7 separate regions of the Mus musculus genome follow, and regions 1, 2, 4, 5, 6 and 7 are each linked to region 3. Evidence: chromatin contacts called from public Hi-C, HiChIP or PLAC-seq and promoter capture Hi-C data. All regions are on one chromosome and are shown on one strand. Each heading gives the region's core, a stretch centred on a gene start, on an enhancer-like site or on the middle of the called end of the contact. The rest is flanking DNA. Distances are from core to core; before and after follow the strand shown.

The links. Promoter capture Hi-C pulls out the DNA fragments that hold promoters and counts their contacts. A called contact is a pair of places that touch in the nucleus more often than the background predicts. HiChIP or PLAC-seq counts read pairs in DNA pulled down with a chosen protein or histone mark.
Region 1: a promoter capture Hi-C map of cranial neural crest shows a contact between it and region 3. The contact joins the enhancer-like site here to the promoter of Tmem167 in region 3. A contact is called at or near these places in 15 of 39 promoter capture datasets (the 3T3-L1 cell line, 3T3-L1-derived adipocytes, cancer-associated fibroblasts and 10 more), 1 of 15 datasets of contacts at CTCF or cohesin (the NIH/3T3 cell line), 25 of 484 Hi-C or Micro-C datasets (the G1E-ER4 cell line, the STO cell line, Sertoli cells and 17 more), 14 of 115 datasets of contacts at active chromatin or transcription factors (craniofacial prominence, embryonic basal ganglia, embryonic forebrain and 7 more) and 1 of 9 other capture datasets (embryonic stem cells).
Region 2: a contact with region 3 is called in a promoter capture Hi-C map of embryonic stem cells, with 5 times the contacts expected there. The contact joins the promoter of Atp6ap1l here to the promoter of Tmem167 in region 3. A contact is called at or near these places in 15 of 39 promoter capture datasets (the 3T3-L1 cell line, the C10 cell line, cranial neural crest and 10 more), 3 of 484 Hi-C or Micro-C datasets (adipose-derived mesenchymal stem cells, bone marrow-derived macrophages and erythroid progenitors), 8 of 115 datasets of contacts at active chromatin or transcription factors (acute myeloid leukemia, bone marrow-derived macrophages, craniofacial prominence and 3 more) and 3 of 9 other capture datasets (adipose tissue, embryonic stem cells and pancreatic islet).
Region 4: an H3K27ac HiChIP or PLAC-seq map of embryonic fibroblasts shows a contact between it and region 3, with 5 times the contacts expected there. The contact joins the enhancer-like site here to the promoter of Tmem167 in region 3. A contact is called at or near these places in 3 of 39 promoter capture datasets (cranial neural crest, frontonasal cranial neural crest and liver), 1 of 15 datasets of contacts at CTCF or cohesin (the NIH/3T3 cell line), 4 of 115 datasets of contacts at active chromatin or transcription factors (the NIH/3T3 cell line, embryonic fibroblasts, embryonic stem cells and 1 more) and 2 of 9 other capture datasets (adipose tissue and pancreatic islet).
Region 5: a Hi-C map of nephron progenitors shows a contact between it and region 3, with 2.5 times the contacts expected there. The contact joins the enhancer-like site here to the promoter of Tmem167 in region 3. A contact is called at or near these places in 4 of 39 promoter capture datasets (cranial neural crest, frontonasal cranial neural crest, hippocampal neurons and 1 more) and 2 of 484 Hi-C or Micro-C datasets (both in nephron progenitors).
Region 6: a promoter capture Hi-C map of the 3T3-L1 cell line shows a contact between it and region 3, with 9 times the contacts expected there. The contact joins the enhancer-like site here to the promoter of Tmem167 in region 3. A contact is called at or near these places in 9 of 39 promoter capture datasets (the 3T3-L1 cell line, 3T3-L1-derived adipocytes, cranial neural crest and 4 more), 1 of 484 Hi-C or Micro-C datasets (nephron progenitors) and 2 of 115 datasets of contacts at active chromatin or transcription factors (craniofacial prominence and fetal liver).
Region 7: an H3K27ac HiChIP or PLAC-seq map of extraembryonic endoderm stem cells shows a contact between it and region 3, with 21 times the contacts expected there. The contact joins the enhancer-like site here to the promoter of Tmem167 in region 3. A contact is called at or near these places in 15 of 39 promoter capture datasets (the 3T3-L1 cell line, 3T3-L1-derived adipocytes, the C10 cell line and 9 more), 1 of 15 datasets of contacts at CTCF or cohesin (the NIH/3T3 cell line), 4 of 484 Hi-C or Micro-C datasets (adipose-derived mesenchymal stem cells, bone marrow-derived macrophages, embryonic stem cells and 1 more), 16 of 115 datasets of contacts at active chromatin or transcription factors (the NIH/3T3 cell line, acute myeloid leukemia, bone marrow-derived macrophages and 6 more) and 2 of 9 other capture datasets (adipose tissue and embryonic stem cells).

What each region holds. Positions count from the first base shown.
Region 1 is chr13:90,822,636-90,825,422 of GRCm38.p6, reverse strand. No RefSeq gene overlaps it. Among named protein-coding and RNA genes, the nearest start is that of Atp6ap1l, 81 kb to the left of the region's middle. Within about 2 kb of position 1,327, at least 5 of the 459 cell types and tissues checked have an H3K27ac peak or open chromatin away from gene starts, as enhancers often do. A contact at or near this core is called in cancer-associated fibroblasts, where this site is marked.
Region 2 is chr13:90,904,104-90,906,803 of GRCm38.p6, reverse strand. It overlaps Atp6ap1l (ATPase, H+ transporting, lysosomal accessory protein 1-like), which reads left to right and starts at 1,449. Exons shown (of 7, transcript NM_001145879.1): 1 at 1,449-1,606. The coding sequence starts at 1,512.
Region 3 is chr13:90,088,244-90,090,956 of GRCm38.p6, reverse strand. Tmem167 (transmembrane protein 167) reads right to left here and starts at 1,290. Exons shown (of 4, transcript NM_025335.3): 1 at 1,174-1,290. The coding sequence starts at 1,176. Xrcc4 (X-ray repair complementing defective repair in Chinese hamster cells 4) reads left to right here and starts at 1,349. Exons shown (of 8, transcript NM_028012.4): 1 at 1,349-1,460.
Region 4 is chr13:90,795,731-90,798,562 of GRCm38.p6, reverse strand. No RefSeq gene overlaps it. Among named protein-coding and RNA genes, the nearest start is that of Atp6ap1l, 110 kb to the left of the region's middle. Within about 2 kb of position 1,557, at least 54 of the 459 cell types and tissues checked have an H3K27ac peak or open chromatin away from gene starts, as enhancers often do. A contact at or near this core is called in the NIH/3T3 cell line, embryonic fibroblasts and pancreatic cancer cells, where this site is marked.
Region 5 is chr13:90,659,543-90,662,550 of GRCm38.p6, reverse strand. No RefSeq gene overlaps it. Among named protein-coding and RNA genes, the nearest start is that of Gm35111, 110 kb to the right of the region's middle. Within about 2 kb of position 1,455, at least 11 of the 459 cell types and tissues checked have an H3K27ac peak or open chromatin away from gene starts, as enhancers often do. A contact at or near this core is called in nephron progenitors, where this site is marked.
Region 6 is chr13:90,743,750-90,746,693 of GRCm38.p6, reverse strand. No RefSeq gene overlaps it. Among named protein-coding and RNA genes, the nearest start is that of Atp6ap1l, 160 kb to the left of the region's middle. Within about 2 kb of position 1,408, at least 24 of the 459 cell types and tissues checked have an H3K27ac peak or open chromatin away from gene starts, as enhancers often do.
Region 7 is chr13:90,885,157-90,887,856 of GRCm38.p6, reverse strand. It overlaps Atp6ap1l (ATPase, H+ transporting, lysosomal accessory protein 1-like), which reads left to right. Exons shown (of 7, transcript NM_001145879.1): 6 at 1,063-1,303. Among named protein-coding and RNA genes, the nearest start is that of Atp6ap1l, 19 kb to the left of the region's middle. Within about 2 kb of position 1,411, at least 64 of the 459 cell types and tissues checked have an H3K27ac peak or open chromatin away from gene starts, as enhancers often do. A contact at or near this core is called in craniofacial prominence, extraembryonic endoderm stem cells, neural stem cells and 1 more, where this site is marked.

The sequences.
Region 1 (2,787 bases), core at 78-2,577, 730 kb before region 3:
CCCTTAATCTGTTATTTCCTAGAACACAGGATTTTGCTCCATTTCACTTCCTGGTATGTCTTTAATACTCGAACCATATATTTTTTATTTTTCCTTTCTAAGCTTGCTATGCTTGTTCAAACTTCTCTTTGTGAGACTTAACCAGAGAACAAAGTCTCTGCTGGGCTTTTTTGAAACTTCCTTTGTCAATGCAATTAATGCAATTAATTCAAGACTCTTCATCTTAGCCTCAGGCAGACTTTTCAGACAAGGGCAAAATGTAGCCACATTCTTCACCAAAATACCACAAAAACAGTCTTTATGCCATATTCTGAAATTCTTCTCCTTTGAAATCTCTTGGGCCAGGTCAACACAGTTCAAATTACTCCCAGCAACGAAGTCTTCCATATTCCTACTAGGATGACCGATTAAGCCCCATTTAAAGCATTCCACTGCTTTCCAAATCCAAAGTCCCAAAATCCACATTCTTTCAAATAAAAGCATGGTCAGGCCTATCACAGCAATACCCCACTCCCAGTACCAACTTCTGTCTTAGGGTTTCACTGCTGTGAACAGACACCATGACCAAGGCAAGTCTTATAAAAAACAACATTTACTTGGGGCTGGCTTACAGGTTCAGAGGTTCAGTCCATTATCATCAAGGTAGGAGCATGGCAGCATTCCAGGCAGGCATGGCACAGAGCTGAGAGTTCTATGTCTTCATCCAAAGGCTGCTAGTGGAAGACTCACATTTAATATTTTTGATCAATAGAAGAATTAAAGGGGATAAGTATATTTACATTATAATCCCCAGACAACCTTTAGTCCCACAATTCTCTTTCTAATCGACATCCCTTTCAACTTTTTAGGGGCACAAATATCATTTTTTTCCTGTTTGTCTTAAATTCGTGCCTCCAAAACTAAAAACGTACCAGTCTTGCAAAGATCCATTCTGAGCCTCCATGAATATGCTTTAGTCAATGTTCTTTGAAATGGTGGTCATATTATGCAGAAAACCACAGAAGGATATGCCCAAGTTAAAATTGTGTTAGAGCTTTTTCTGCTTACTAATTTGTTATTGTTTCCTTGCCTTGTATTAGTATAATATGAGTTGAGTAAGTATTGAAATAATTGTGTAATTAAAAAGAATTATAGTCATCATTAGAGGACAAAACAAAATGCTACTGGGGCGTAACGATATATTAAGCTTTTATCCGACTTCCTGGTCACATCCCACGAGTTTGCTGACAGAACACCCACATCACATTTGTTAGGAGAGAAAACCACTTCCAGGCGTCTAGGCCTCCCTCCCTGTTCCCACAGCCACCTTCTGTCTCCAGAAGGCTTGTGTCTGCCTGAACACACAGCAGGAAGTCACCAGAGGGCATTCCTGGACCATCAGTGATCAAGGGACAACAGCTGGAAAGCACAAAATTATTTTTGACTTTGGCCTCCTTTTGAATAGAGTGAAGGCTTCCAATCCACCCTGGGGAATGCATGGAGCCTGAAGGCTGTCTTGCTAAGCAAACCACCACCCAGTGCTGGGGCATCTGCAGGAAAATCCTAACAAGTGACCACAAACTTCAGACTTTCCGCTTCCATACTGGTTCAGTGTTGTCCTAAGAAGTTAAACAGACAACTGGCATAGAGAGACATCTCTGAACTTCGATGTAAGACACAAAGGGTTCAGTTTCAGTTTTAGACCTCCAAATCTCAGTTGTTCCACCTGTAAAACGATAGTTAGAAAGGATTCTTGAAGATCCCTTTAAGGTCCCTCAGTGTCTGGATTCTGCCCTCATCTGTGCCCAGGCCACACCCATCCTTCCACTCCCCCCCTCCTTTCTCCCTCTCTCTTTTCCTGATTAAAGAAAAGCCCAGGGTCTAGTGATACCATGTCTTGAGCAGCTTTGCTATGAGCCTATGTGCTGCAGAGGCAGCCTCTGAATGTCTGTCACAGCACATGGACTAAGTAGTGATGGAAGCCGAGTACTCAGGGTTTCGGTAGATACACCCTCACTCACTCACCCATACCTCATTCAGGCTTCCTATAGTTAGGCAGGGTTGGAGTAGCTATAGGACACAGCAATCCAGCAGCTTGGAGCATTAACTGTATTCAAGGATCCTGAAGAAAAGGTCGAAACAACTTCTGTTAAACAGAAAGATTGTGGAACTTAGTTTAAAAGTGCAGACTTTTTCAAATCATGAGGCATGGCATATTTCAGGGAGCATGACATGCCTCATGTGACTCAGTGTATCCATAGATAAGGGAGCAGGATTTTGGCCATCTGTATCAGCTAATTATTGTCTACAAGTATCTCTGGGTGAAATCTCAGAGGTGATATTGTAGCAGGGGCCACCTCTTCAGGGAAGGCAATGGCTGTGAGCTGTATGGTGTCAGTGGTGTGCTGAACAACTACAGGTACTTTCCAGCTCCTTGTTCAGCAGCCTCCTTCTGGTGGCCATAATGAAAGCATTTGCACCATGAAAGTCAACCAGAGCTACACACATTGGACACCCCCACAGGTACATCCCCACAGGGATCTGGCTGCTAAATACTTCTCAACACAGTGCTGCCCAACACTCTTGGCAGTTACGGAATGGTGCCCTGTTTGGTGATGGGGAACAAAAAGCCTACCACCTGCATATACTCCATAGGAATTACAGAAGACCAATCCCTAAATTATCTCTCCAGCAGCTGGCAGCTATTTCCTTTAGAACTGGCTTTTATTATCCTCTTTCAAAGTGTATGGCTTTGAGATACATAGAAATAAAAATGGGCAATATTGTATTCTAAACAACTATGGTTTT
Region 2 (2,700 bases), core at 200-2,699, 820 kb before region 3:
ACGACAACGATGATGATGACAGCATCTCAAGTGGTCCAGGTTGACCTTGAACTAACTATGTGGCCAAGGATGAAGTTGAACTTGTGGTCTTCTTGTTTTCAGCTCTCTAGTGCTGGAAAATAGATGTGTGCCAGCTCACCCAGCATATTATTAAGTTATTATCACAACCCTTCCCCTTTGTTTCTGTATTTTTTCATTTTCCCCATTTATTATGCTTCATTTCCCTTTTGTAGTTTTCTGGAGGGGTGCCTGGTGCCACGTGAGGAGGAGACAGCACACAATGAAGAGAAGAATGTCACCAACAAGTCCCTAGCTTCCCTAAAAATCCATTACCTCCCCCCAAATTCAATTAAAAACAGCCCTTCTCAGGCTGCAGAGATGGCTCGGTGGTTAACAGCTCTGCCTGCTCTTCCAGAGGACCCAGGTTGGATTCCCAGCACCCACATGGTAGCTACAAACCATCTGTAACTCATGTTTCAAGGGATCCAAGGACCTCTTCTGCCTTCTGAAGGCACTGTACACATGCGCTGCACAGACGTATATGCGGGTAAGACACTCATACCCATAACATAATAATTTAAAAAATTAAAGATAGCCTCTGTCACTAGTACTTTTCCACTCGAAGTATCAAGTTCTGAAGCAACAAAAATGCCTATGTTTCGTTTTGAAAGACTCTCAGTGTTATAGGATTTTATTATGTGTGTTTTTTGCCATCTCATCTTCACCAGAATCCTTTTTACCCAGCATGTAACAGCATAGAAAATACTGGACGTTGTTCTGATATCTTCCAGCACACGCGTCGTTGTCCTGTGCGCATACCTCCTCCCTCTGAGACAATTCTTTAAAGCAACCCTGTCCCTGATTCTACAGAAAACTTTCACAGTAGGGAGAACTTCCCTGGCTGTTACGGTAGAACACTCTCAAAGCCATCCCACCGGGCATGACTTTAGCTGCTCCTAACTCCAGAGCTAGAGGTCCTCAGTATCTCTCTGAAGCCCTCTCAGGTAGATGGAAAGTTCACATTCAACAGGGAACTGTGACCTAGGACACGTGTAGAAACAGAGGTAAGTTCTAGAGACTGTTTTACCAACTAGTTTGCCTTAAAAATGTCTGGAAAAATACATACTTTGTCGATTTGAGAGAGAAAGGCAATCATTGTGAGAACCTTAGTTAAGTGTGTGCAGCAGTCACCCAATAGGGTAACTTCCCGTAAAGGGCTCACTAGCTATGCATTTTTCTCTAAAACCCGCTCCCTAGTGTTTTAATGCAATGAATAATTGAAAAGCTAAATGCTGCGTTAAAACTCTGTGCTTCAGATGGAGCCATTGTCAGGTCTCGCTTTCCTTCCTACCCCCCCCCCCCCCCACCTTCCCCAATAGTGCATCCTGGGAAAGCTATTTTTGTATTGGCTGAAAGTGCTGTCAGTCACTTGGCAAGAACAGTCCAGCCTCTGCTCTGCTTGCTCTACAAATTAACAGATGCGCTTGGCTTGAAGAAGCATACACTTCTTGATGGGAAGAAAACTCTTGTTTAGTTTCTCACTTTTGTTCTTATGTATGGTGTTTTCAGTCAGTTTGGATCAGATACTTGCCAGGAAGAATGTAGGGTGAGTAACGGCCCATCCTTTAACGCGATGTGTTTGTGAACCTCGGTGCAAGTGTGATATTAGATGTTCTGTTCTTTCTTTATAGAGTTACGTTCCTGCATTTGTTTATGGTTCAAAAATGTATAAGCTAGGTTATACCATACAGCCAACGACAGTAGTTATTATACTAGACTTTTATTGTAAGAGGCAAGGACTATTGTTCAAAACACTAAGAAACACTGCATTTGTGTTAAATATACCACTGCTTAACGGACTCTCAGATCAGACCTGGTTCCGGTTTCTTTTATGTTTATAAATAGGGGCTAAGTTCACAGTGTCTCCTGTCATAATTATATGAGTGGAGACCTTAGGGATGCGTAACCTGTGAGCCCAAGGAAGTGGTGTTAAGTCGCCCTGATTAATAGAAGGTGCTGATGGTTTAGGACAACCCTTGCAATTAACAAGCACCGTTTTTGTTTTCTTGTCTGTTTTCTTTCTATATCTTACAAAGGAGTACACACTTGTCTCTAAAAAAGTATATTTAGAATCTCAACCGCAGCCACTGTATGTCTTGTTCCCCAATTATTCATGATGTGCCATCTCACCAAATGCACTGGGGACATTCGTGCGAACACAGAGCCCTGCAGCAAGCAGGGTGATCTGGCAAAGCTCCATGAAGAACTCCTAAGTCAGCAGCTGATAACAGCTTTAAGGATGGACATTAAAAATGCTCTGTTCTTTTCTCTCCCTAAATTAATTGGTGCTTTCATTGAAGCTTACTTTTAGATAGGACATGGCTTAAAAGTCTTAGGTGGTTAAATGTTACCTTGTTTTGTTTGGGACAGGTCTCTTAAAGCCCAGGCTGACCTTGAATCTGCCTATAGCCAACAGTGGCCTTGAACTTCTGACCTCCTACCAGGTTCCAAGGTCTGGGATTACGAGCACGCACCTGGCTTTATAATATCATGGAATCCTGCACTTTTGTGCTACTGAGCAATAAAATTTAGGGCCTTGTGAATGCTAAGCAAGTGCTCTACCACTGAGCTCTATCCAAGTCTATAAAACATACTCCACCCAGTTTACATAGAAATGAGTGTTTTTTTTGTATTTCTTAT
Region 3 (2,713 bases), core at 41-2,540:
GGAAAAAGTTAAAATACTGTACATCTTAAATTATCTTGATTTTATCTAAGTAGGAGAGGATGTAAAATGTACCTTTGACTAAGAGCAAAGTCATTCTACTTGTTTCTCGGTAAATAGGCAAGAAAGCAACTTTTCAAGTTCTGTAACTGTTTATTAACATCCTTTTGACCAAGAATATACTATCTGCAGTACGAAGTAAAAAAAAAAAAAAAGGCTTTAATGGACTCAAATTCAGTATCTTCTAATCGTAGAATTTGAGGTCTAGTGGGGGTGGGAGAGTCCTGGCTGATTTTGAGATGATAACACAACAAGCTTTCTCTAGAAATATAGTTATAAATGGCTTCTAAACCCACTGAAGTGATAGTGAAGGGAGATTCCTGCATTTACCAGACTACTGAAAAGATGCATTCATAGATCTTTAAAAGTTAATTACTAATGTTTACTTTACTCAGGGGCTTTCTGTTCCTTGTCCTGACCTTTGTTGTTGTTGCTATTTGTGATTTATAGTGTAAGGTTTTCTGAGGTTTAAACTATTAAACAATCAATAATAACACGCATAGGAACTCCCAAAGTGAGTGGTGGTCTGCGAGTAAGGCTCAAGTTCCTTCGAGACAGTAACTAAAATCATTAAAAACATTCGTTTGCAAAGAAGTGTCTTTAGAATTGAAAAAACGATGAGGGAGGGGCCCTATCTCGCCATTGATTCCACAGGTAAAACGGAAGCAGTAGTATCTAGTGTTAAGAAAACCGGCAATCCATTAATTACTGCAGAAAGATGCAGGTTGGGTGACACAGGGAACACATAAAAGAAAGGGGAAAGGGGGAGACTGAGACTCCAGCGTTTGAAAGTGTATATCCGTCCAGATATTTGTAGCAGATGGCAATCGGCTTAGTGGAATGCCACCGTAATTCCACACTAAACAACGCAGCAAGTCGGCCTCTTGGCGAGGGGCCGAGTCCACCACCCGGGTTCTTCCTAGGACTGTTGGCCTGATGCTCCGGGATGTGCATCGCGGCCGCATGACTCCCAGCCTGTGCACCCTCGGATCCCCGGAGAATCACGCTAGCGCCAGGGCTCCCGCGCCCCACAGCGCCCGCACCATCCCCGCCGCCCCGCACGAGCCGCGGCCCCGCCGAGAAACTCAACCGCGGCCAGGAAGCCCAGGTTCTTACCATAGTGAGGCCGGTGCTGGTCCAGCCACATCACCCTTCCGGGCCGGGGCGGAAGAGGATGCAGGCCCGCTGTGCTTCCCGCTCGCTCCAGCGGTCCGGTTGGACCTATCGCGGCGCCTCCGCCCATGCCGCACCATTCAGACTCCGTGATAGGCTTCTGTTACCGGAAGAGGTGGGACTTGGCCGACGACTCGCAAACCACGGTATTAGCGGATTCTCTCATTGGGCGCATCGGTTTATCTCTGGCGTCCACAATTTTTAGAAGACCGGAAGTGGAGTACTGAGAGGTAGGGCCCGGAAGTGGCTGTGGTGTCTTTCCAGAAGCAATGCATTTTTTCCCCCCTTTCTATGTCAACCTCCTGTAGTCCCTGATTTTAGCTTTAAAGCTGCGCAGTGCGTGCTTTTTACCCTGTCTGTGACCCCCTGAGCCTTTTGTAGATGTAAGGTTTTCCCAATGTGAGCACCTGTTGGGCTCCTTCCTAAGTGTCTCTTTCTGTGTCACGTGGAATTTTCAGTCGTGAGGGACTCCTTGGAACTGTGCTGAGCTGCTCTGTGGTGGAGACTTGGATTTAAAAGGCTGCGTCCAGTGTGATGACCCACCAGCCCCTCCCGCCAGCCAATGCTGGCCTTGGCTGGCCCCCTCCTTGTTTGCACACTCTACATCCGGGGCTTAGACGTTCTAGGCCGTGGGGAGAGGGAAAGAACTCTGTGGTAGCTACTGGAAAGGAACGGCCCATTCCCGAGGGGATTATTTGGCTAGTATAAAACCAGTGGGTGAGAAACGATTTCACCTCTAGTTCTCTTTATGAGTTTTGTAGATACGGGGAAGATGTAATCTGATGTGTTCAATTTTATATACATTCTTGGAATGATTCTGAAGTCGGGCACTTTCCCCACTCTTCCAAGTGTATCAAAATTATGGAAATCCTGTGTGTTTAAATAATTGTTTTTTTCCTTTAGTCAGTATGGCTCTAGTATTTATTCAGAATGTTACCCATTCTTTAACTTAATGACCTAGAAGAAGTATAGAAAGCTTTAGTGAAGGAAACTGATGTGATATGTTAATTTCTAACCATTATTTAGCTGAATCATGAGAATCTAGTACTTATGGCAACACAGTACTTTTACCTAGTGCTATGCTATATGTGATTGTGTTTATTACTGCATTGTCATCCAAGATTTTATTTGAAATTATTACTACATTTTTAAAATCAGTTATACCCAACTGCTAAACCTGTTGATCAAATACTCAAGTTCAGAATCTGCATCTTAGTGGTATCAGGAGACTGCAGGACAAGGGATTTCTTTGAGTATTTGAATGGGGGACTGGGGATTAGGCCAATAGGAGAAGTGATTGTCATTGAATAGTCTCAAAATTGCTTTGTGTTATACTTACTATTTAAGTTGACTAACCATGAATGTTTCAAATGTAGACGTAGAAAATATGTTCTGAGCTCAGTAAGTTTGGGTTTTACAGTAGTGAAAGTGTTGGTAGATGTTATAACTGACTCTATTCATATAAAGATTGCTAGGTCCTACT
Region 4 (2,832 bases), core at 308-2,807, 710 kb before region 3:
TGAGTTCTGGAGACATCATCCGACCCTAAGCAGCCCAGGGAGAAGCAGGGAGCCCCAAGTGCATTTCTAGGAGAAGGAAACACATGGTATTTCACAAGGCTGGAAATATATAGCTAGGGCAATATAATTTATTCTGGGAATTGCATATTAAATTGCACTCCAGATACCAGGTTATATTTGGTGGTTGACTAGAAAATAGTATGCTATTTATCTATTTAAGGCTAAAAATCTCCAAGATTGCTTTTTAAGCCTATAATCGTCCGTGAAAATAAACAGATATTTCTTCCTTGATTGAATGGCCTTTCTCTTCGGCTCATTTTGGAAAGCTCTTACAGAATTTATCTGCAGCTGACCATGTCTGTCTTTCAGATTTTTCCCCCCCTCTTGGTTACTGGAACCTCTTGTGACCTTGTTCTCTTGAAACATCATGCATTAGATAGACATCACCTCATTTTAGCTTCATCGGAGCTCTCTGTGTTGGATCTCTTTCGAAGGCCAGTCTCTCCAGGGAACTACATTTGTCTGAGTGTGTGGTCATCTTTGGGTTAGGCCTTCTCTCTCCTGAGCTCCCTCTAAGTACCTTCTTGCCTCCCTCAGCCTTCTTGTTGTCTGCCAAGCTATGAACCATTCCTTCTTTTGGGAAGTTCCCGTTGCCCCAGTTCTCAATAAATTGAAGGCCTTTCACCTCTGATCTTCTCCAGCTGGGATCTTTCTGCCGTGCTAGTGGTGTTTTATTGACTGCGCATGCCCGTAGGGCATTTACTCACTATCGCCGCCATTTATCTCTCATGATATTTTGGGCTTTTTTGAGCTGTTTTTTTCCTTGCCTCTTCTTCTGACATGTGTATCACCGTGCTGCTGCATGGGCCGGATGTGAGGATCTAACCTAGGAACCTTCCTTTGGTAAATGGCACTTCTCACTTCAGGGCAGTGTGCACAGGCTGTCCACGCTGTGGAGACTGAAGCAGAAGAGGGCTTGAGAAGCTAGGCTGTCCTGGGGGAAGCTGTGGGGAAAGCTATGTCAGTCAAAGCTCTCCCCTTTGTGTTCTCCCACACAAGGAGACTTAAACTCTGTACTGACAGGAATGACTGACTCACTGGGTCACAGGAATGTCAGGCAGATGATACATCAGCCTGGAATCCCCGGTCACTATTTTCACCATTTAAAATATTCTGTGCCGTCACTGCTTTGTGTGTGTGTGTGTGTGGAAAATTTTCTTTCTGGAACTTTTATGACTAAGTCATCACTTTCTTTGCCTGAAAACTTTGTCTGGGACAGCAGCTGACTATGTTTTTCCTTTTGCTTCCATTACCTTTCTTCCTCCGAATACTGGAGGAAAATTTTAGCTCCATTGTCTGACCTGTGGATTTTGGACTTAGACTGAAGAAGGCTCTTTCCACTGGGGATGGAGAGTGAGGTCAGAGGAGTTGGGGGTTCTGAAGTTAGGAAACAATGTCTGCTTCTATCTTGAGGCCGTGGATTAGGAGAGGTGACATGATCCTAGGATTACATGCCTGGCTAGTGGAATATAGTTCTGCCTGGCATTAGTCATAGTGAGACAAGAGTAAGTTCCCTTTAGGCAGTAAGGGCGGGGTCCATTGAATCATAAGTGGTGAAGCATAATGACCACTCCCTTGCTGGGACAAATGACATGTAGTCACTTCTACAGTGAGGCCGAGGTATATGGACCCATTTCTGATTGACCTGCGATGACCCTAGCTTTGACCCTAGATGAGACCAGTCTTAATAAACATCACCTTAGACCAATCATAAGACCTATAAAAGGCCACCGTGCAGGGCGGTGTATCAGTGTTCCTCCCCTGGAACTCCACTCAGAAGTGGAATTGTCAGGAGCTCTTTTTCACTTTTTCTTAATAAATCAACATTCGTTCTGTTTGGTCTTTGCCCATGTGTCCTTATTCTTCCTAGATGTGAGATAACACATTTGAAAACTATAGGGTGGCTCTGGTCATCATTGCTTGTCCTGCACCACGAGCTCCCCTCCGAATTAAGCTCCCCAAGACCAAGGAAGTTTTCTTTGCTCTGGAGAAAAACCAAAACCAAAACCAAAACCAAAACCAAAACCAAAACCAAAACCAAAACCAAAACCAAAACCAAAACCAAAACCAAAACCAAAACCAAAACCAAAACCAAAACCAAAACCAACACCAACACCAAAACTAAAATAAAAAGCCAGAAGGAAACCATAGCCTTCTCATCCTCCATGGTGTCTCTGCCACACACCAAAGGCCAAGCTCTGATTTTGTTCTCCTATCTTTATATATATATAAATAATTATTTTATCATATATATGATATATATAATTTCAGCTCTATACGTATGAGTCACTTTTCCTGTTTAATCAAAGCATCAAGTTCCTATTTTATTATATATACTTTATATTACTATAGCTTAAAATGATCACATTCCTATTTTCACACTAGAGCTAAGCCATTTGAAGGCATCTAACTTTAAAATTAGATTCCCTGATATGCCTTTAGTGCCCTTTGCACAGGAGTGGGTGGGGAAGCCATAGACTTGAGACTCAGCCAGAGGTAAAATCAAAGTTCACTCTAAAGCAGAATAAACTCACAGTAAATTGTCAAGCGATAATGTCCAAAGAATGAAGTGGTCGGGTATAAAGGAATAGTAACTGGAGCAACATGAGAACATGTATAAACTAAAACAAAATACGAATATGTTTGGGAGATGGAAGTGAAGTTCTGGGACATAGATAAGAACAAATGACATGATTTTGATGGGAGGACATGGATTCTGAGTATAATGGATGCACACAGCAATGTATCTTATTTTTATAGTAGAGTTTTGTT
Region 5 (3,008 bases), core at 206-2,705, 570 kb before region 3:
GACATCCTGTCTTGGACTGAGCCACCATAGGATGTTAGAATTGTAGGAACCCTGATTGAGCTCAAAGGTATAATTCATTCACGTGTTTGGTGTGATGGTATTTTGAGAAAGGGTTTGTAGTAGGTGTAGCTTTAGGAACTATGGAGTTTGGAGCTGCAACTCAGTTTCCAGCTGAGTTTGGCCAACAGAGAGCTCGACAGAAGGCAGTATTAGACGTATTCATTTTTCACAGGCTCTAACTTGTCACTCTTCATGTTTCCAGTCATAACTCCATTTCCTCCATATCCAACTGAAGAGGTTGCTACAGGTTCTGATAATTTTGTGTCCATTTCGGCATACCTGTTTTTGCATGTTGCTAATCTCTGAGCCTCCCTACTCATTCTCATTTAGATTTGTTAACTAAAATGTGTAATACATATAAGATAGAACAATTAAAAGTGGAGGGACTCATACTCAATGTCTTTGCCACTGCAGTGTTTATTTGGCCTTTCAAGAAATCAGGAGATGGGAGGGAGGGGAAGGAGGAGAAGGAGGAGGAGGTTAAGGGTGAGTGGGAGAAGCACAGGGAGAGTGACTGGGACATGGAGAGGGAGAGAGTTGGATACAGGGAGGGATTGCGGAAGGAGGAAAAGGAGGAGGGGCACAAAAGAAGGAGAGGAGGAAAGAGAGGGAGGTAAGATAGGGTCAGGGAAAAGGATAGAGGGACAACCAATGAGGGAGAAAGAGAGAGAGGGAGGGAGAGAGAGGGAGAGAGACAGAGGCTGAGAGCAGCTGGATCAGATACAACCTATCCTGATGACATCACGTGTTCTAATATGAACATTGGAAGGAATGTAGAAACAACTAATGCAGAGATCCGCTCTGTGCCACACCTCTGCTTTCCTGGGGATCTTCCTCTTGCTCACTTGTAGTTCTCTGAACCTCTTCTTACCCTGAGGATTGTCACATTCAGGACTTGTATTTTTAAAGAAACCTTATTTTACTTAATTGACCTAAAAATTGTTTTCCTGTTTTGAAAAAAAAATGTATTCCATCCTTAATTAACCAAATTTCTTTTTATAAAATTCTCTTGCTTGAAACATATACTGAAATGAAACTATGTAGCTAAAGATGATGAAAAAGGAAGGATTAAAGACATGAAAATCACAAAAGGAATGTCCTTTCCACGATAAAAACCTACAAGAGCAAGTTACTAAAACAACATGTATATCCCACTGACAACAAATGGAGACCCTCTAGAGTTACTAGCAGAAAAAGGGATTTAATCACTGCAGGAACTTGAGAATCGATTTTTTTTCTGGCAGAGCTCAGTGGAGCCTGAAAGGAGACAAAGGAAAGCTTGTGATGTGATGGAGATGAGCTGGGAGAATTGACTTTGGCACTCTGACCCCCGGAAGGAAATGAACCATGCATAAGCACATAAGCAGTAAAAAGAGGGTCAGCTGCTACTTGGATGAGTTTTGGTTTTAGCTTGGTGCCACTGACAGGTCTGACAGCAGGACACAACGTCTCCCTATACAGGATTAGTAACCCAGTGGACCAAATCACCATGAGCAATTGCTGGTGACAGGGGAGCTTTCTGGACACATCTGGAAGTCACTGGTGGGCTTCTAAGTTCATATTCCACCCAGCAGTCCAAAGATGCCTTTCGAAGTGTGTAGGTTCTTTGCTATAGAAGCTGATTGCTTGCTTTTGTTGTTGTTGAAACTTTTTGGAGTTTATTTTCGTAGAACTGGAAAGACACTCTAAGGCTTCTAAAGACTACTTCTCAAGGAGAGGTGAAATTATTTTAATCAAAAAAAGAAAAAAATATTTAATTTGTCCCTTTATGAACTTGTGTTTGTAATAGAGCACAGTCTGCAGAAAATTAAATCAAATTCCAACCCTGAAGGTTACATACATTTTCATTTGATTTTGACAGTCTAGCCAGTGAGAGTAAGCCTGGGAAAGGCTGATTTTCAATGGTTTGAAAGCATTTAATTTTCTCTGCTGGTCCACAAAATGTTGCTTATAGATCACTATTTCATGATCTTTTTGTTTTCTATCTTTCATGGAGTTGACAGCAGAGAAGCTCACTGGTTTCATTGGGTTTTGGTTTTTGGCTTCTGTGATATAAATTGAGGTTAATATTTGGCCACTCAGCCTTCACAATATTTGATGACATTTCCTCAGGATTCCCCAGAGGAAGCAAGTCTGCAGTCTTTCACACTAAACCAGAGTGCCAGTGTTTGTCCAAACTTGGGGGGAAACTAGTCACTGACCTTTGAACCAGGGTTGTTCTGGTTTTGTGGACAACAATTGGTTGGGAATGCCTCAGGGATCAGATTTTGCTTAGGAAAATTGAACTTCATTTCTTTTCACTATTTTTTTAAAAAGCTCTGTTCAAACCCTTTCAAACTGTTACCAAACCTTTCTTTAAAATTCAAGGTTTTACTGAGAAGATTTATTTAGAAGAGAATTGAGATTTTGTATATAGCTTACATGGATTGCTTTCTTTAATTAATTTTCAACCTACATTATTTTCAGTGCCAAAACTAGACTCAAGACCTTAGTAAATACAAAGCCAAAACCAAAACTCTTTGAGACCTGGAGAAAACAAACATAAATTACAGAAACTGCAAAGTACTTATTTTGATTTTCAAGAAAGACATCAAGAATTCACTCTAGGATGGTTTGAAGCTAAGTTTTAAGGAGTGGACCTATGCATAAAGAACCTGTTCATCTGGTTGGTGACCTTTGATTTCACAAGCTTAAAATCCTACACACATCCAAAGGAGCATAGGACCTGTGGAAAGACATGATAACCTAAGCTGGGCAAAGAACCTTGAAATACCCCCATCTCACCATTCAATCGGCTTCTTCCTCTAAACTCCCCTGATAGCAGATGATGGGGGAGGCACATCTGAGCTTACAGTTCCTGGTCTTCTGATCAGCTGACAATGTAATGAAGCTGCTCTTTTTGAATAGATAGATGGTCTTGAAGAGATGAAAGCAGCTTGCCTCTGTGC
Region 6 (2,944 bases), core at 159-2,658, 660 kb before region 3:
GCTGAAGTCTTTCTTTGGTCAGTCTAGATTCCATCCTTATCTAGTTCTTTGGACAATGCAATTATCATTAAGAGAAGACATAGAAAATTGATTACAAACAGAGGTCTTTACTCAAGTCTTACACTACAGTTATGTTAAGTGGCCCAGTTCCTAAGAATAGTTTCCAGGGCAGAGTTGATAAGGTATTTGTGTTTAGAGGATGAGGACAGCCACCTCAGAACTTATTATGGAAACTTGTTAGAGTCAGTTGCTAAAGAGGCTTGACCTCTGATTGGTCAGGGCAGTTATTTAATGTTAGCTCTTCATACTTAGACAGATATCTTCCCCCTGATTTTGGAAAAAGGAAAAAAAAAAAAGCAACAAAACCCTTAAATCTTTCTACACAATCCAAAAGCAAATAATATTTCAGATTTTAAATACTTTAATAACTGGTAGAAGTTTGTTTCTGTAAAATTAAGTATTTTTCCATAAGCTTGAAATAAGGCTATCTTATCCTTGAAATTATAATTTGTTTTGGAAGGACACATGTGCATGTGTGGTCTCTCTCTCTCTCTCTCTCTCTCTCTCTCTCTCTCTCTCTCTCTCTCTCTCTCTCCTCTCTCCTCTCTCTCTCTGAATATCTATGAGACAGAGAAATATTTACACACACACACACACACACACACACACACACACACATATATATATATATATATATACTCAAACACTTTCAGGAAACGGAGGAGCCTGATTTAGGCACAGGTGACACAGGTTTGATATTTTGCCTGCCATGGAAGCTAGCGTAAGGTCCCCTCTTTGGCTCATATAAGACTCTGAAGTGTGTTGACAGTGTCTCAGGCTACTGCTATTGTAATTTGATTAAACTGAGATCTATGTTCTCAATGTGTACATGTCTTCAGTTTCTGTCATGGGCTTAGCTTTATCTTAGATGCATGACTAGATACAATCCTGAGAAAATGCTTCTCCCAAAGCCCAGCTCCTTAGGAAAGAGATATTCCTAGATAAAAATAAGACAGTCTGGGTATGCAGAAGAAATATTTTCCTTCTAAGATCAGTGAAGAGTTGGACCCTATGCTGCTGTATGGAAACTGGTCATGTGGAGAGGGCAGGAGCCAGACACAAATACCCAGTAAAGACCTCTGAGGTTCCATTTTGACCTCTGATCCCCTGGACCAGATTCCAGCAAGACTTTCTCTGTCATATACTTCTTTTAGCTCTTACTATCAGTAACTTCTTATAACAAGCTATTAAATAGTCTCTAGGGTCTGGGAAATCTGGCCTATGTTTCAGAGAGATTAACAGAAAAGGCAGCATTTTCCCTTCCCATCAGGAACTGGACTAGTGGCTGCAGGCCCTGTGAGGACAGCTGTGCTCACAGAAGACCTTGACATTAGGGTGTGGTTGGAAAGGTCAGCAGCACGTCTGAGCAGCAGGAGTTTCCAGTGGAGAAAGAGGGGAACTTTGCCAGGGCAGTAATGACTGCACATTCCTGGAAACTGCAGGTCTAGGTCTGGATTCCAGGAACTGGAATCACAGTAACTTATGTCAGAGTGATTTGGGAATAAGAAGGAAGCAACCTCACAGTCACAGGCTGGTAAGGCTCCATAAGAACACAACCCTCTTGATTTGAAATGTCCTCCTGAATGAAGGTCTCAGGCTAGCTTCTGTGAAGGAAGCCAGGCTCTTCTCTTTACTCTAGCTTCATGGAAGGAGGAAAGAAAGGAGAATTAAGTAGGGATGGAGTGTAACAGATGAGTTCATATATATATGATTTATTTACTGTAGCTATTTTTAGACACACCAGAAGAGGTCATCAGATCTCATTACAGATGGTTGTGAGTCACCATGTGATTGCTGGGAATCAAACTCAGGACCTCAGTGCTCTTCACCACTGACCCATCTCTCCAGCCCCCAAGTTCTGATATCTTATTAATACAGCTTAAGAGTGGGGATGTAGTTCATTTAGGACAGAGCTTGCTAGGTATGCACAGGTCCTGGATTGTATCTGTAACACTGCATAAATCAGCTAAACACATATGTAATTCCAGCATTTAGGGGTTGGGGACCTGGGCTAAAATGAGACCTGTCTCAAAGACAGATCACACATTCACACAAGAGAGCGACACACACATACACACAGAGAATGTCTACTTCAGAGCTTCTTCTTGGATGGCATAGATTAATGTTGAGCATTGTGGTCCTGGCCATCTAATTTTTCTCTATTACTCCTACTCTTGAATATGTCTGTTGGCATGGCCTAGTTTTACTAACTTTTGTCTTCTTTCAATCAGGGTTCTATACTCATCTGCCACCATGGACACAGTGTTGGAACTAGGAATTTGATAGGTTTACAATCTAAATGAAATCATGAAAAAACTTACTGCCTCTACAGTACAGCAAACCTTGGGCTGGGTATAGTGATGCTTACCTGGAATCTCAGCACTTGAGAGGCAGAAGCAGATAGATCTCTATGAGTTCAAGGCCAGCTTCTTCTACATAGTGAGTTCTAGGTTGTCTAGTTGTGAATGGTGAGATCTTGTTCCCAAAGAACAAACAAACATAAAGAACCAGACAAATACAAATTTTCAAAATAAATGAATAGTTCTTGAATTAGGAGTTCACAAGCCTACACACACACACACACACACACACACACACACACACACACACACACACACACTCATGTCTTATGTGCTAAAAATTGTTATATGAAGTGAATGTGGCCTCCCAAACTGAAAGTTCATGAAGTCTTTGAGGGACTTTATATAGAAGGGAGTGGCTGAGGATGTGGCTCAGTTAGTAGAGTGTACCTACTATGCACACGTGAAATACTGTGTTTAGTCCCAATCACTGCATGAACTGGGAATGGTGGCCTACTCATGGAATCCCAGTGCTTTGTAGGTTGTGGTAGGAGGATCAGACATTCAAGGTCATTTTTGGATAC
Region 7 (2,700 bases), core at 162-2,661, 800 kb before region 3:
TTAAAATTAGAGCCTGCCTACACAGACAGATGCATGTAGTCTGGTGGGTTTTGACTTTGTAAGCCTTGGCCTGACATGACTAGGGGCTGCATCTTGGGATGGCTCTCAGGTGCAGTCCTGGCCCCACCCTGGGTGTCAGTCCTTAAATGAAAAGACTCTGGTTATCAAAGTATATTTTTGGTCATGGTGAATCTCTAGTGAGCCCAGACCCCTCACCCTAACAGACTGGGCTGACTGCATCCCATCCGTGTCATGGAGAGTATCAACACCCTAGCCTCTACCTAGAATTAGATTGTTCAGAAGTGTTCTTTCTACCTCAGCTCCCAGGACTCTCCATGAACACAAATAGAATAAGGAGAATCCACGAGAACAGAAAGATCAGAAATATTGAGCTATAAGAACAAGAAAATAATTGATAATTCAACCAGTATTTCCAATTACTACCAATGTTCTAAGTCTGTCAGTCTTGAAATTTTCTATGTAATGTCTCATCTTTTAAAATAAAATTATCATGAATACACTATACTTTTTCATGACTAGAGAATGTTCCACGTTAATCGTTAGTGGTGAGGGTGATGGTCTCAGGTTGAATCTGACAGGCAGTTTAAACACAACATAGGAGAGAAACTAGGCAAGTGGTTTTGTCCCCCTAGACTCAATTCCTCATATATGACACTGGGATAATGTAAGAAACCTATTGCTATTATTTTATGACTAATTCTGTGTTAATATACACCTAAGTTTTAATTAAATTTGATAATGAACATAACATGCAATAATATACATACAATTTGATTCTTAGAAAAGAAAATAAAAAAGCGCCCTCCCACTTCGTCCCTGGAGGATTTTTGTATTATTCTTTTTCTTGTTCCCAATCATGTGCCTTCTTACCAACCTGGCTCTGGTTTGGCTCCGGAAAAGCCTCTTCCCAATTCCACAGCCTGACAAAAGAGGGCGCCATTGTACTGTTCACGGATGACGCCCGGCTTGAGACAGTTAAAAAAAAAAAAAAAAAAAAAAAAAAAACGCTCCAGCTAACACTTAATGTTCGATCCTTTTCAGGTTCACCCTAACCAATTACAACAAGCTGGCCAGCCAGAGTTGGTTTAGTTTACACCGCGTCGAGATAATCTTCAACAATTCGGTGCAAGCAACTTTTAACGCAACCGGTATATATGCTCTGTCAACTTACTCCTACCGCTGCCAACGGGTCAGCAGCCTGCGGCGGAATGATGCCCTACTGTTGCTTAGCAGCTCAGATGATGTGACAAGCCTGTGGGAGGTCACGTTTATTGATTTCCAGGTAATAAACTAAAACGCACTCTTTACTTGGTGCCAAAGAAACTCAGTTGAAGTAACCCAAAACAGGACGCTTAAGGAAGAGTGTCCGTGCAGTACCTTTAAGGTAGTGTTGGTTTATTCTGGATCTTCTGAGGTGTGAGATGGAGCAGGGTGGAGAGTTTCTTCTGCCTGAGCCCTCCAGGGCTCGCGTTTACTTTCCTGTTTACCCACTTCCCAGGTACTTATCTAAACCCTAGTGCAGCTGTGGCTGAAGCCCGGTGACTGACATTTCCTGGGCCCAGAGCTCTGTGAGGAGAGCCCTTCTGGGAGTAAACAGCGATCTTATCAGGGCAGATTAGAAGTACATCTGAAGTGGGAAAGACAGTGTTGACAGTTAGCCTGGGAATGGAATCGTCAGCCATCAAAAATAGCCCAGAGAGCTTGAAAACCTGGGAGAAACACATGTGAGCATGACAGGCGCCTTTGCAGTCAGCGTCCCAGCTGAGAGACATTCTCTCAAGTCCCTCTAATCTTGTTTACCTGCGGCCTGTCTTACTCACTGAAGCAGCATGCATGGCATTGCACATCCCTTATAAGGGCATGCATGTTCCCGCTTGTTCTTTATTTACATGGGTGTATAGATTCATGTCTATTTCTCTCAGCTTGGAGGAGGCATAGCGTTGATGAAAGGCCAAGGGAAGATGGGAATAACACGCATTTTGGAGTCAGGCAGATAGGAGTTTAAAATCGCTCCTCTACCACATGGCTAGGTTACTTCACCTTGTCCATATATGTCCTGTCTTCATCCATGTAGAAAGTAGGTGACTTCGTATGTGTGCAATACTCAGGACCATTCCAGGCATGGAATGACAGTGGCACTTATACCAGCATGTGCTAGTGGTTAAGACGGCCCATTTTATGTTATGTACATTTTGTAGCCGAAATAATAAAACAAACACTTGCTCAAAGACCAGGGATGGGGGTTTCGAATGAAGGAAAGGAAGAGAGGTCAGAGGAGGACTTTGCAGCCACCAGGGACGACTGGTTCGCAGACTCACAGGATTTGACTTCTGTGCTGGCTGAGCAAGGCTTTGAGGCTTTGGAGCAGCAGCAGAAGGGAGGAGCACCCCAGTACGTATTCACAGGGCCCCCCCCCCCCCGAGGCCCCAGAGAACTTGCTGTAAGACGCACATCCCTCCTCAGGATTGTGTAACCTGCACGCGTGAAACTGCCTTCCTCACAGTGAATGGCATGCTAGCTTTGTGGAAGCACCAAGAATGTAAACAGAAGCATGGATGCAAGCTCAGGCCAGGGGAGAGGAATGTCCGCAGGAGAGTGCTGTCCACTCTGCAGGTTTGCTGGCATTTCTTGTAGAATAAACATTTGTCCCTTGGTAGGCCCAAGAGAGTGGTTGCAGAC